Linked DNA regions of Mus musculus: regions 1, 2, 3 and 5 are each linked to region 4. The links are chromatin contacts, called in public Hi-C and HiChIP or PLAC-seq maps. All regions are on one chromosome and are shown on one strand. Each heading gives the region's core, a stretch centred on a gene start, on an enhancer-like site or on the middle of the called end of the contact. The rest is flanking DNA. Distances are from core to core; before and after follow the strand shown.

Region 1 (2,700 bases), core at 152-2,651, 970 kb before region 4:
CATACTCAGTGTTGACTGGTAGACTCGGCAGATCCAAGGCACAGTGACACTTGGACAATGGATATGAGCTGTGCCCCAGCATGCACAGTTTTGCTCCCACCTCTTTTGAATTCTACACACCTGTCATCAGCTCCATTAATAGGCAACAGGGCATTCTTTTTGTATCAATTTGAGAAGGCACCTGTTTTCACAAACATCATTTACCATTCGTGGGCATCTTTTTAAACCCAGAGTTACTGTTTGCTACAGAATTGTTACCTCAATTACAGACTGATACTGTGATCTAGACAGTGTACAGCCTGGACAGCTGCATGAAGAGATTCTTAAAGGAACCAGAATGAAATTCCAGTTATGTTACTCTCTACCTAGTCCAGCAGCCTGTGAACACTGTGAGCTTATTGCTTACCTGGCACCAGGTGAATCAGGTCCAAGTGCTCCTCACCTCCCTGTTAACCAGGGCGTGTTTGTGCTCTGCATGTTCACTTGTGAATGGAGAGTTTCAGTGCTCCATGAGGTCACCATTTACCATAACGGATGATACAGAAGGGGCCGGGTGAGGGTGGCCATCGGCCTTCACCATCAGCAGTGTGGTCCTCTGGTCCTCCCTCTTCCTGAGGGTTGGTTAATATGGGTTCCTCATGAGGTTTATTGTTTTCCCTTCTGTTCCTCCCTTCATCCATCTAACAACAAGAACACAGTACTATGTGCCAACCCTCCTATAAAGAATAGCAACTCAAGTAAGTCATATCTGTTCTATAGAGCTTTCCAGAATAGTATAGTGCATGGGAGGTTGATTCTATGTGGTGTCTTTCCTGCTCTTGGTTCTCCAGGTAAACCTTCAGGGCAACATCATGGGGGAAGAAAAGTCCAGGTTTGACATATGAAGTTGCTTCAAACCTGGCTCTGAGGTCATTTCTTCAATCCCCACCTAACCCTCTCAGTACTGCACTCTACCCTTAAAGCTCTCAGCAAGCTCTGAAGCCATATTGTTAATTTCTTGATGGCTCTCCACCTGCCCTTTTGCAGCTGTGGATGCCATGAGGCAGTATAGGGTTTATCTTCAACACAGCAGTTGATCTGGTGCTTGGAATAAAGCCTGATCTCAGACAGAAATTCAGTGAATGTCTCATATCTGAACCCAAACATGGCTGCCCCTGTGACCACACTAATGTGGGACTAACCACAAACCCGCCCCTCCCCCCTCAAGGCTTGTGGTCTTTAGGACTCCCTAGTGTAAACTTTTCTTTTGTGTCATTTTAAATTGCATCCATCAGCTTGTCACCTTCATGCCAGTCTTCCCTAGCCTTAACACAGGCTTCGGGCATGGCCTCAGTGTTCCCCTTCCCACAGTGCTTTGCACACAGTGAGGTCACACAGTCAGGAACACCTGCTAGAATCCTGTGAAGGCTGCAGTGCTGGGGAGTCAGCCTTTTCACAGACTTGGGGAAGTTCTGAGGCTTGCACAAGAGGGTGTGTGTGTTCACAAGTGTGGGAAGTGAGGACACGAACCCTTCATTTGCCAATAATAGAAGCATAGTTTGTCCTGGTGCTGCTAACATTAGTGCCCAGGTGACAGAGACAACGCGAACCATCCTGCATGTGCTAATAAGGAGTTCAGGACAGACTCTGACAGAACAGGCTTGCTCTAACCCATGATTGATAGTGTCTTGGGGGAAAGCCAGACGTGATGGATGCCAGTCATAATCTTCTGAGCCAGCCCACTATTTCTAGCTCCCCACAAGTCTGAAGAAGCATGACTGAACTTCATACTTCATGATCTGAGACTTCGTGACCTGGAAAGGCATTTGTCCAGTGCAGTGAAAGAAGAGAGAAAAACTCATGTTAAATGAAGAGCCCTTCCTTTTCAGAAAGATGTCATGGGATGGGAAGGGAAATAAGTTTAAAAACTCAGGTAATTCTGAACCTTGGAATGTACCCAAGCAATTTCCCATGAAGGGTCAAAGGTCAGGAAGGAGGCAAGGGAGGCGATTAAGTTCAAAATATATTATGTGAAATACTCAAAGAATCAGAAAAACTGTATGTGTGTGTGTATATATATACACACACACACACACACACACACATTTATCCATTTATTCATTCATTTATTTATATGAATAGGGGAGTCACAGGTTTAGTTTTACACACAGGGGAAGTCAAACATGCCCAGTGTATATCACTGCCATTTCAAAGACATTTGAGATCTCCGTTCTCTGAGTAAACATCCAAGAGCCTAGAGGATAAACTTCTGAAGGCTAAACCTACCAAACCATTTCCTGCCAGAAGGCACTAAGAGCAGACTGCAGACTCTGGGCCCCAAGATGAGATAGGCTGAATTAGATTAGGCAGCTTACTGTTGACATGTCTATTGATCTGGGCTCCACACAGTTTCCTGTCTCTACCAGCAGTGGGGATGGCTGTGGACAATAATGCAGAGACCTAGTTTATGTGAGGCTGGTGACTCCAAGCATCAGTCACTGTGGGAAGGCAGTGGTACTGGGAGATAAGGGTAAGCTGCTTGCAGTGTTTAGGAGCACTGATGTCCCAGCTGCATGCGTACATCTGAAAAGTTCCCTGTAAATTTCATAGTGTTCTACCCATAGAGTTTCCAGTGTTGCAGTGTTCCAGTGTTTTCCAGTGTTCCAGTGTTTCCAGTTTTCCAGTGTTTCCAGTGTTGCAGGGAGATTTGTTGTTAGGGTG
Region 2 (2,700 bases), core at 49-2,548, 950 kb before region 4:
CAAATGATGATACTCTTTAACCAATTTTATACAATATTTAAACATCCTGATTTGAAGTACTCTGCTTAAAAGTGTCATGTCACAGATCTGGGATGAACTCCTGGTATGCTGTGTAACTCTGAAGAGTCTTTATTAGAACTAATTAGCTGACTAAATATGACTGAGGTCTCACCACATCTGTTAGAGCTAATATTTCTGGAATGAACATCCCACACCGTAGGCAGCTTTCTGTGGAGGACTCCACTACATTTCACACTGCACCTTAGGAGCATTCTGTAGATTCCCCTGTTAGTCCAGTTGGCACATCAGGAAATAACAATGGTTGATCATGTTATGTACAGGTCAAGTATGTTATGGGGGAGGGTGTGTGTGTGTGTGTGTGTGTGTGTGAGAGAGAGAGAGAGAGAGAGAGAGAGTTTGTCCATGTGATCATTCCACAACCACATCAAAAAGTCAGGCACAGTGGCACATCCTTCTATTCCTAGGCTTGCCTACTTAGTAAGTTCTAGGCCAGCAGGAAAGCTGAGTCTGGCCTCAGGCATCCACACACATTCACACATTCAGATACTCATGGAGATTAGAACTAGATAGCATAAGAGTTCAACAGTAGCATAAACATTGGATTAATTGTATGGAGCCCTTTTGACAGATGATTATTCATTAATTATAAATTGTGCTTTCTTTCAGAAAACATTGTTTAGCATATTTATTTGTGAAATGAGGCAGTCCGTTGCTCATGTTGATTTCACACTGAGAAACTGTGTTGGTTTATGTTAAGACAGTTAAGGACCGTTCTGATAGTGCAACGCCAGGAGTGAGGGCATTCACCAAATTAAGTGTCAGTAACACAGGGTGACATTCTAACCAGTATTGGTTCATTGGATTTGACTTCCTCTGAGGCAGGGAATCACATTTGCTGTATAAAGTCTATTTTCCAGTAACCATAAGCAGAAGTGTTCAGAAGCAATATGCAAGGGTAGTAAGTAAGTTAGAAGTGATCAGTTGTGAGTATTCTCATGCATTTATTTGTTTTCAGTGTGTTGTGTGTGCCAGGCAAGTGCTGTGTCTGTCAGAGTACCACACCCATTTTTAAGCAGGTAGATAGAAATGGTGATTGTGTGTGTGTGTGTGTGTACACCTCATTTTTCCATCAGGGAGATGGAGGGCCCAGGAAGCCACATGACTGGTATGGACCCCACAGAGCAGCCCCTGGGACCTGCAGTGTGGGGACTTGCTGTAGCAGAGGTGTCCCAGCCTCTGTTCCCCTTGGCTGCTCCGCAGGGGCAGCTGCCAAGTCTGGCTCCTCATCTCCTTTTCAAGAACAAACTCCATCTGCCAGAAAACATGACTGTTCAGCTCGAAGCATGTCAAAACTCACATTTTGCTGAGTGTGTCTTATTTTGGACAAGCAGCTTGCTTCAGAGCCGGAATTGAAAATTGCTTTCAATATGTAAAGGAGGGAGCATTCTGGAATCAGGGAGGTTATTTATGAAGCTTGGTGGGGGCAGGGGAAGCCTTGCATCATGTTTGGTGGAATGAGAAAGATAAAATTTTAATGTTGAAGGCACTTATATTTTACGTATATTCTGCCATCCCGGTCCCTCCCTGGTACACACACACACACACACACACACACACACACACACAGAGCTATCTCCAGGGCAGTCTCTGAGCCCAAGAATAATAATAGCGATGTCAGTTCAAATGTGAGGCATTGAAAACCTGGGAAGTATCGACTGCCTGCATCTGCAGTGAGAAACCAGACTGCAGCACCGCTCCAAGAAGCTCCTGAAAGGATGGTGAGGAGTTCTGTGAATATAAATCCAAGCTCAAGAGGATAGGTGGACATGGAGAAAATCTAATTAACACAACTGAAAGTCTCAGGAATGAACTGCCCATCACTAAAGAAATGAGTCTGGCAGGGAATGCATCCTCAGAGCAGAACTGATCAAATGCGCCCTCATTGTGGAGGGAGATGCACTTTTCAGATAATGTATTTTGGGAGGTATCATCTGCTTGAGTTCGTTCCTTCTTACAGCAGTTGGAAGTTTGGAGCCTTTTCCTGGCTGTTAACTGGCAGGGGAATCTTCCTATCCTGGCATTCCTTAAATAGATCTCTTTATGTATATATGTATTAAAAATCGCCTTGAAAATACCAAAGTGGGCAAGGAGGGGGAGAAAAACTACTGTTTGTTTCCTCATAGAACTGACATTTTTATTTGAAGAAAAAAAATCCATAAATTTACAATCTCCTTCTTTCTAGGTTTTTCAACATTTCTTGCAAATTGTATGTAAATGAATGCAAATAAGCAGTCCTCACTAGTGCTGCTTAGAAGTGTAAAATGCATAAAATTAAGATGCTGAGAGGAACTTGCATCTAATTAAGGTAGCATGTAAAGAAATGTTTAAATTCAAATTAGATGCTTCAGTGGGAAGAATTACTTGTTTAACTCAAAAAGATGTTTTGTGTGATCTAGGGAAGGCTTGCCCCGCCACTCAGAACTCCACACTAGGTACTGAATTCAACTAACTTAGATGTCAAAGCTGGGTTTAACCCTAGACTTCAGTCAATCTCAAGACAGACAAATAGCATACATTTTCTCTTATTTGTGGTTCTTGGATTTGATATTGAAACATAAAATTACATATATACATATATATACATATATATGTATAATTACATATATGTATGTGTATATA
Region 3 (2,700 bases), core at 195-2,694, 800 kb before region 4:
TTGGCATTAGCCTCCTGAGTGCTAGGATAACAGTTATTGGTCTGACAAAATATACATAATTTTAACTTGAAGTGAATGATCATAATGACCTTTTTAAAATGTACTCACAGGGCCAGGAAACTAGGGAGGATTAGTGGGAAAATGCTCAATATTCAGGAATGAGGACCCAATTGCAGAGCCCCAGTGCCCAGATAAGAAGCTAGATAAGGTAGCAGGAGCCTGTATAGGCATGAGGACCTGAGTGCAGAGCTCCAGTGCCCAAGTAAGAAGCTAATTATGATAGCAAGGGAAGAAGCTAGATAAGATAGCAGCAGCCTGTAATTACAGTGTTGAGAAGTCAGACAGAGATCCTAGAGACTCCCTGGCAGCCAATCAGGTGAGCTCCAGGTTCAGTGAGAAACTTGTCTCAATAACTAAGGAAGGGATCAGTAGAGGAAGGAACACCTAAGGCTGACATTTGCTCTTCATATGCACATTTGGAGCATGCACACCCAACATATGCATACATACCCAGAGGCCTCCACTCACTTGTTCATCTGTAATGCTGGTGTGTCAAATGCTGTTCTTCCGGTTTACGGGCCACATGACTAATCTGGTTTTCCAGACTCCCCTCTTGTGATCATCAGAGGAAAAATGTCAGCATTGGAGAGACAGACAGAACGGCAAATTTTCAAAACTATGTGTAATAGATCTGAAAGAAATATGAGGCTGAAGAGAGGCTCAGTCAGTGGAGCACTTGCCTTTCAAACATGAGGACCAGAGTCTTATTCCCAGAATCCACCTGACAAAAGCCAGGCACAGCAGTGTTTGCCTGCCATCCCAGTCCTGGGAAGATGAAGACAAGCAGATCCCTCAGCCTTGCTCATCATCAGATTAGCACAACTTGTTAGCTCTAGGCCAGAGAGAGACCTTAAGTAAATTAAAAGGGTGTGATGCCCAAAGTTGACTTCTGATGCTCACATACATGTGCACACAAGTACACGTACACACACAAACATGTGCACATATGCACATATCACACAAAATAATCTCAGGTGAAAATTGGCAATAGCATGCTTCCATGTTTTCAATTCTACCCCTGGAGGAGTTCTTAGCTGACTTCTCATGGATCTAAGACAGGTCTATCTACCACTAAGCTGAGCCCTGGCCACACTACAAGCACATTCTATAGACAATCTGTCCCATTATTCTGGTTGACACTGACCAGCAGGAAAAATTTAAAACCTTCAGCTCTTTGCCAGGGAGATAATTATGAGATAAAGTGTTACAGTACCAACCAGAGGCTTTCCTTGGTGGAGGGGGGGTGCCTTGGGGATACAGCAGTATCCTATCCATTATTTCCAAATGGCTGCATCTACAAAGTTGGTAGGACCAGGGCAGGATTCAGAGGCCCAGGTACTGCACCACCCAAGAGATTAGAAAGTATGCATGCCTACAGAGGCCATTTAAGAGGACACGGGTGCCGGGCATGGTGGCGCACGCCTTTAATCCCAGCACTCGGGAGCCAGAGGCAGGCAGATTTCTGAGTTTGAGGCCAGCCTGGTCTACAAAGTGAGTTCCAGGACAGCCAGGGCTAAACAGAGAAACCCTGTCTCGAAAAGCCAAAAAAAAAAAAAAAAAAAAAAGGAGGACACGGGCACATAATATATGCTGAGCTTAAAGTAGAAGCTGCTGGATGGTGGACTTATCTCTGCATCTTCAGTTTTGGTTTGGATATTTTTAGAGAAAGGAAAAAAAGCCCACTTACAAAATATTTGACATTCTAAACTTCTCAGAGTGCTGGCGCCACTGTGGGGAAAGCAGCTAGCAGGCTGAACGACAGTAATGGACTCTTTAAAGTTCTGTCTGTGTGGCGATGCAGCTGTATTAATTAAGGCTCAGGCAGATTTATTGATGTCTGTGGGTCTGTGAATGTCTGTGTTCTGCTGAGTTGGATAAGTTAAAAAGTCATAAGAAAGTATTTGATGAACCTCACCAATTTTTTTTTCACGCCGTGTGTGTAATAAGTAGGCAGCAGTAAAGCCCAGAGACTTTCAAACATTTTTCCCCCTCCGTAGCATACTATTTCGGAATGTGATGAAAGTTTTCTTTTTCCCCTTTTGAGAAAGACTCTCCTATGCCACAAGCTGGCCTTGAACTCTCTGTGTAGCTGAGGATGACTTTGAATTTCTGGCCCTCCTACCTTCATCTCTGAGTGCTGGGGTTACAAATGTGCACCATCACACCTGGTGTGTGTAGTGCTGGAGAGGAACCCAGATCCCTGGGTGCTCAGTTTCTCTAGCCACCAAGCCTCAACCCTGTTCTCCTTCCTCCCACTTTACTCCTTTGCTCATTAATGCAGTTGGAGATTCCTGAAGAGGATATACCTTATGAAAGCAGAGGAGAGGGTGCAGGTGTCCAGATTGTTGAGGTGGGGTTGGGGGAGGAGTTCATGAAGAAAGCAAGCATGCCGTAAGCTCAGAGGACCTCACTGGTAAGGACAAGGCTTCCCCTTCCCCACAGCTTCTATAATGTACTTGCTGGCTGTATTAGTCAGGGTTCTCTAGAGTCACAGAACTTATGGGTAGTCTCTGTATAGTAAGGAAATTTGTTATGATGACTTATAGTCTGTAGTACAACTCCCCTACAATGGTCAGCTGTAAATGGAAGTCCAAGGATCTAGTAGTTGCTCAATCCCACAAGGCATGCAGGCAAAAAAGA
Region 4 (2,700 bases), core at 80-2,579:
TCTGATGTGGCCTGTGTTTGCAAACTAGAAGAAGGAAAGAAATCTCACAAGCCACAGCCTAACTATTTATTTTCATCACCATTCTGCAAAATCAAGAAGCGCAAAGTTTGTCTGTTGTGCCTGCCACAGAGTTGGCAGTTTTACAACAGCACTTACCACAAGACTGGCTCAGGAAACCAAGGTTTACACTGTGCCCGGGCTGAGAAACACCCTGGGAGCATCCCCCTTATCCTTTAGCTCAGAGGAAAACCCAAGGACTCTGTCCGCCCAACCGTGCGTGCGGGTTATCAAAGGCTGCCCTCTTTTGTTTTCTGTTAGTATTCTGTGACATTCTTCCCCACAGACTCACATGAAGGGAAGCAGTTGTATAAGCAACCAGAGGTTTTTTTTTTTTTTTTAAATACTTTAGAGTTAATCATTAGAGGAAGGTGAGAGGGTCAGCTTCCCAGATTCTTCCATTTCCTTTATTGAAGTTCACTCAGCCTTGGCCTCTGCAGTCATTTATTAATGGACCGTGTGGTGTGTATCGGTGTTTCCTCCACACTGACTGCCTCACAGAGGACTAGAAAGGACTTCCCTAATTAGCATGCTTCCTTAAAGGCCACTGTTACCATTGACCTAATTAAACTGTAAGACAAACTTCTTTGGAACTTTCCCCCAGTTTTCAGGAGTTCAGCTGACAAAACGCTTGCTCCCGCATCCCAAACCCCTCAGACGTTAGGCAAAGGAAATCCCCCAAATGCTGTGTTCCTGCTCATACCTGTTGTAATTTGACTTTAGTCACAGTGTCTGTCTGCAGATATTTTACTCTTCCCTGTCTGTTACCAGGAGGACGGCCCTGGTCTGCAAATGGGGCTTCTCTGTGGGGGTGAAGCTGTAGGACTATGACTCTCAATATACTGTCTTTGGCCCTCTATCAGAAGAGGATGAAGGGAGTATATGAAGTTGTGATGACGCCATGTACATTTTAGTTGCTCATCTAGTTTCTTTTCTTGCCAGAAGTGATTAGAAGCACCCTGAAGTAGTCTCTCTACTGCTTCGTTAGTCTCTCATCTCCTCTATTAAACGAGCATGGCTATCTTCAAAAAGCATGAAAGTGAGAGTCATGGTGACCACACCAGGAGAGGTTTTGATAACACATTTGCTTTCAACAGGACCTCTTGGTCATGCTTGTGAAGGTCTTATAAACAAGGGGCTGTCAGCCCAATCTTAGCATTCACCAAAGTCAGAGGGCAGGTGTACAGCGCATGAATCCATAAGATTTGTTACTACCACCATCTAGACAAAGACTGGTTCTAACAGCCTGGCTGATCATAGAGATAGACAATGTCTATATGGTTTCCTGTTTATTCCATTGTCTGAGTTATAAATCTGGTCTTCAGCTCCTCACTGGAGGGTCATGAACTGTTGACCTTTAAAAGCTATCTGTTCACTGCAACCTTCTGGTTAGGTCACTGCATGGGCCTCACAGAGATGGAATGTGCTTCCAGACAGAGGTCTAGCTCAAGGTGAGGCTGACCACACCTAAAACTTGATGCATTACAGGCCTCTCACACTTCACAGATGGCCTCAGACAGACCCTATGTCTTCATCAAAATTCTGTTTACCTGAGCAGTTACAAACTAAGCAAAATCTTAAGATTCTGTTTTAAGAACTGAGTGGGTATCTCAGTAAGTGTATGCAAGCACTTACCCCTGCTGTGCAAGCATGAATTCCTGAGTTCCATCATCAGAATCCACACAAAAGCAGAGTATATGGAGCATGCTCAGAGATAGAGACAGGCAGATCGCCATGGCTCACTGACTAGCAGGCTTGGCCTACATGGCAAGTTCCAGGCCCCAGTGAGAGCCAATCACAAAACACAAGATGGATGGTGCCTGAAGAATAACATTTGAAATTGACCTCTGACTTACACATAGATATACACACATACATGAACATGTGCATACACACACACACACATAGAGGAGAGAAATTTATCTTGAGGATTCTGATCAATACAAGAAACTCAGCAGGAATACAATATCCATATACTGCCTAGGTTGCTGTCATTAGAGGCATAAAAGGGTATTCATGCTTGGACAGACCCCTCTGTTTAATGCAGTTCTCTTTACAAAGGACTTTGACCCTCTGAGGGTCTTTCCACATCCTCACAGCAGCTCACAGTATGTTGGTGACTTATGATTGTGTGGGCTTCCATATCCCTCTTGCTTGGACTTTAGGACCAGCTGATAACCAAGCAGTGATCATACTAGATAGGAACCTCGACTTGAAAATTAAATCCTTGCTCACATCCTGTGCTTAATGACCCAACTGCAGGCAAGATCCTTTCAGCAGCACAGCTGGCATTTGCTCACAGAGGCCATAAATTTGTTTTAAGTTCAGAATATTGTTTCCTGCTATTTTTAAGAAGGGATTTAGTCCAATTATTACTATTGAATTTAATGAGAACTGTGCACAACTCCAGGGCCTGAGTAATAATTTAAAAGCTTAGCCATCAGGGTCCCTGCATCTTCATATCTTTCCTCTACTCAACTTTCTTCTCTTCTTTCTCTGTCTTTTTCTTCTTCTTTCCTGATCCTTATGCAGCTTTTTGGCTTTTTGTTTTTTGTTTGTTTTTGGTTTTATTTGTTTGTTTTTCCCTCTACAAATGTCTGTTGATACTTTGGATGATTGGTCACCTTCATATCCAAGGTGAAT
Region 5 (2,700 bases), core at 38-2,537, 670 kb before region 4:
ATCACCTTCAATATTTTACATGGTTGTCATGGTGACCGTTTTGACAGACACAGGATCATGGTTCCTTATGTGGCCTGGGATTTGTGTCCAGGTCTTGGTGGATGGGGACAACTGCCGAACAGTCTTTTTCTGCTCTGAGATCCTGAAGGATGCTATGCTTGTCACCTCTGCTTGCTGCCGTGCTCCTGGCTACTCTACTTCTGCTAAGCTTTCTGGTGGAATGGGTATCTGTACCCGTGGGCCTTCAGATGGAAAGTTCATTAGCAAAATACAGAAAGCAAATAGAAGATCTGGCAGTTTCCTTAGCAGGAATCCCTGGGGTGTACACTGGTGAGCACCTGGGTTTTCAGAAGTGAAGGGTGGGCTGTGGGGATGATGCTCAGTCTCTGGGGCTACAGGCTGATTCCTGTCCTTTTTTCCCAACCTCCTCGAGATCCTCCTTATTATTCTACAGTGTACTTCTAAATATTTTTGTTTTTTTGAGAGTCTTAGGCATTTACCTTCCAAAAGACAATTTTGAATAAGGTCAAAGGGATATCTGCTGTCCCCACTTAGAATATACAAATTAAAGAATTTATTTCCCAGGAGCTGGCTTTAATTATTAGTCATATGGAGGACTTGGGGATCCTGACTTGGGAATCAGGATATTACGTCGTCACGCTAGAAGACTGTTTTGAACCTTCACAGACTGATCCAATTAATTGCTCCTTCCCACTTCTTGCTGCCTTTGTGAGCCATTAGTCCCTCTTTTGAACTCCACTTCCTGCTCACCACTCAACCTTCACAATCCCACACAGATACTCTTTTTTTTTTTTTTCCCTCCCCTTTATCTTGGTCTCTGTTTTGGTTTAGCTGTCTTTCCAATCCTCTGAATGAAGACTTGACTTGCACATAAGGGTGTCACCTGTGAACTGTACTTCTTGGTGGAGGATGGAGGGGACTGGGATTCATCATTCACTGAGGCCCCAGTGTGAAGTTTCTAGGGCCATGATTAGTTCACTTGACAATTAGAGCTGTCATCTTGGTACAGTGGCTCGTAGTTGAGCCTACCAGCTCTTCTGCATCTGTGGAGTCATGATCAGCCCTGTTTATCTCTTTTACAAAACTTGGACAGGGAAACTCAGCAACCTGGGTTTTGCCCTGACCTCACATGAGCTGGAATAATGCTGGTGGTTTGTACTGAGAAGGAGGTAAGGTAATCTCACACAAGCCAAGTTGTAGGGAAGAGACAGCGATGTATTCTTTCGAGGTTACACCCCCAATGACCTACTTCCTGAAACTTGCTCCACCCCCTGTGCCTTCTATCCCCTCTCACGAGTTCATTCAACTATGAATGCACCAGAAGATGAAGAGGAAGCTGAAACTAGCTTCCTCATGATGTAGCCACAGCCTGAAAGCCGAAGGTCTCAACAGGGTACTGAGGACCAAACCTTCAATGAAATGAGTCTGTGGGGGGATACTTCATATTAAAACTGTAAGGAGCAGAGAATGATGAAGAGAAAGACATAGTTTGTGGATCGTGTATTAATATATGAGTTTCAGAGAATTAATGCTTGTTCTCAAAATATACCTAAGCATCTGAGGAAACCGAACAAAACTGAGAGAGGTGAAGGAAGAAAGGATGCTTCTAAAGATAGATGCATCGCTTCCCCTGCCTCCTCCCCCTCTCCCTCTTCCTCCTCCATTTCTTATGAGTGCAGGGATCACAAGCCTGTGCTACTACACTCGGCCAAATGGGGTTTTATTTCTCTCTTTTTTTTCTCTTCTCAAAATAGCTTCCTTTGATTTTTTTTCAATCAGTATATGTTCATTATATAAAATAATGTGTCTCATTTTGGCTCGTTCATGTGCGTATGCTATGCACTTTGATCATACCCACCACCATCCTCATTTCCCCCTCCCCTTTCCACTGAACACTTCCTCTTGCCAAATAACTTCATTTCTACTTTCTTAAAAACCTAGCCTCTGATAGGAAGAAAGGCGTGTCATACTTGTCTTTCCAAGTCTGCCTTATTTTTTATATTATCGTTATATCCAGTTCCATCCATTTTCTTAATAATATTATTTTATTCTTTGAGGCTAAATAAAAGTATTGTATACATGCACCACATTTTCTCTTGTCAGTCACTTCTTGATGGACAAGAAGTCAGAGGTGTCAAATTGATGGGACAGAGGCCTATAGCATGATTGTGCTCAGAGTAACCTTTGTGTTCCTTTCTTCTTCATTATCCTATCCCTGGTCTACTCGACCTTGCAATCATGATGCTTTCTATCTGCTCCAACAGCCCCACCCTGCAAGAGCTTTATACTTGTGCAGCCATAGCCTGCTATAGCTCTGGTGTCTCCCAGTCCAAGATACCTGCACATGTGTGTTTCTCTATGTCACAGTAATTTGGATGTGCTGGTATACATGTGTTGCATATGTGTGTGGAGGCTAGAAATCAACCTCAGATGTTGTTCTTATTCTGGTGATATTCACAAAAGCTCCTGGAAGGAACGTGAATGGTGTGGTTGGAGTCAGGAAGGACAGACCAAGGTTGCTGGGGTGTGCTTTAGCTCACACTCAACACCTGCTCAGGTGAAGCCCAGGCTATTCACAACTGGAAAGAGGGCAGAACGATCTCCAGAATTCCAGTTTTGATATTTGACTTTGTGCCTTTTTTTTTTTTTGTCATCTCGTTAAGTGATGTGTTGGAAATA

Evidence for each region. A called contact is a pair of places that touch in the nucleus more often than the background predicts. HiChIP or PLAC-seq counts read pairs in DNA pulled down with a chosen protein or histone mark.
Region 1: an H3K27ac HiChIP or PLAC-seq map of T-cell acute lymphoblastic leukemia shows a contact between it and region 4, with 13 times the contacts expected there. The contact joins two enhancer-like sites. A contact is called at or near these places in 1 of 15 datasets of contacts at CTCF or cohesin (the NIH/3T3 cell line), 3 of 484 Hi-C or Micro-C datasets (the N1E-115 cell line, bone marrow-derived macrophages and uterus), 6 of 115 datasets of contacts at active chromatin or transcription factors (T-cell acute lymphoblastic leukemia, bone marrow-derived macrophages, embryonic basal ganglia and 3 more) and 1 of 9 other capture datasets (embryonic stem cells).
Region 2: a contact with region 4 is called in a Hi-C map of the N1E-115 cell line, with 5 times the contacts expected there. The contact joins two enhancer-like sites. A contact is called at or near these places in 2 of 484 Hi-C or Micro-C datasets (the N1E-115 cell line and bone marrow-derived macrophages), 2 of 115 datasets of contacts at active chromatin or transcription factors (T-cell acute lymphoblastic leukemia and embryonic basal ganglia) and 1 of 9 other capture datasets (embryonic stem cells).
Region 3: a Hi-C map of the N1E-115 cell line shows a contact between it and region 4, with 9 times the contacts expected there. The contact joins two enhancer-like sites. A contact is called at or near these places in 3 of 484 Hi-C or Micro-C datasets (the N1E-115 cell line, bone marrow-derived macrophages and nephron progenitors), 1 of 115 datasets of contacts at active chromatin or transcription factors (embryonic basal ganglia) and 1 of 9 other capture datasets (embryonic stem cells).
Region 5: a Hi-C map of bone marrow-derived macrophages shows a contact between it and region 4, with 21 read pairs. The contact joins two enhancer-like sites. A contact is called at or near these places in 1 of 39 promoter capture datasets (the 3T3-L1 cell line), 2 of 484 Hi-C or Micro-C datasets (CD4 T cells and bone marrow-derived macrophages), 5 of 115 datasets of contacts at active chromatin or transcription factors (T-cell acute lymphoblastic leukemia, embryonic stem cells, fibro-adipogenic progenitors and 2 more) and 1 of 9 other capture datasets (embryonic stem cells).

The regions. Positions count from the first base shown.
Region 1 is chr8:127,513,865-127,516,564 of GRCm38.p6, forward strand. All of the region lies in intron 22 of Pard3 (par-3 family cell polarity regulator), which reads left to right. Among named protein-coding and RNA genes, the nearest start is that of Gm51558, 41 kb to the left of the region's middle. Within about 2 kb of position 1,402, at least 49 of the 459 cell types and tissues checked have an H3K27ac peak or open chromatin away from gene starts, as enhancers often do. A contact at or near this core is called in the N1E-115 cell line, T-cell acute lymphoblastic leukemia and regulatory T cells, where this site is marked.
Region 2 is chr8:127,533,668-127,536,367 of GRCm38.p6, forward strand. The region is part of intron 22 of Pard3 (par-3 family cell polarity regulator); the gene reads left to right. Among named protein-coding and RNA genes, the nearest start is that of Gm51558, 60 kb to the left of the region's middle. Within about 2 kb of position 1,299, at least 21 of the 459 cell types and tissues checked have an H3K27ac peak or open chromatin away from gene starts, as enhancers often do. A contact at or near this core is called in the N1E-115 cell line, where this site is marked.
Region 3 is chr8:127,693,022-127,695,721 of GRCm38.p6, forward strand. No RefSeq gene overlaps it. Among named protein-coding and RNA genes, the nearest start is that of Gm32532, 3.6 kb to the left of the region's middle. Within about 2 kb of position 1,445, at least 3 of the 459 cell types and tissues checked have an H3K27ac peak or open chromatin away from gene starts, as enhancers often do. A contact at or near this core is called in the N1E-115 cell line, where this site is marked.
Region 4 is chr8:128,488,217-128,490,916 of GRCm38.p6, forward strand. The region is part of intron 12 of Nrp1 (neuropilin 1); the gene reads left to right. Gm32643 (a long non-coding RNA gene) reads right to left here. Exons shown (of 7, transcript XR_003947627.1): 1 at 157-2,700. Among named protein-coding and RNA genes, the nearest start is that of Gm32643, 3.4 kb to the right of the region's middle. Within about 2 kb of position 1,330, at least 62 of the 459 cell types and tissues checked have an H3K27ac peak or open chromatin away from gene starts, as enhancers often do. A contact at or near this core is called in the N1E-115 cell line, T-cell acute lymphoblastic leukemia, bone marrow-derived macrophages and 1 more, where this site is marked.
Region 5 is chr8:127,813,679-127,816,378 of GRCm38.p6, forward strand. No RefSeq gene overlaps it. Among named protein-coding and RNA genes, the nearest start is that of Gm32590, 9.3 kb to the left of the region's middle. Within about 2 kb of position 1,288, at least 47 of the 459 cell types and tissues checked have an H3K27ac peak or open chromatin away from gene starts, as enhancers often do. A contact at or near this core is called in bone marrow-derived macrophages and regulatory T cells, where this site is marked.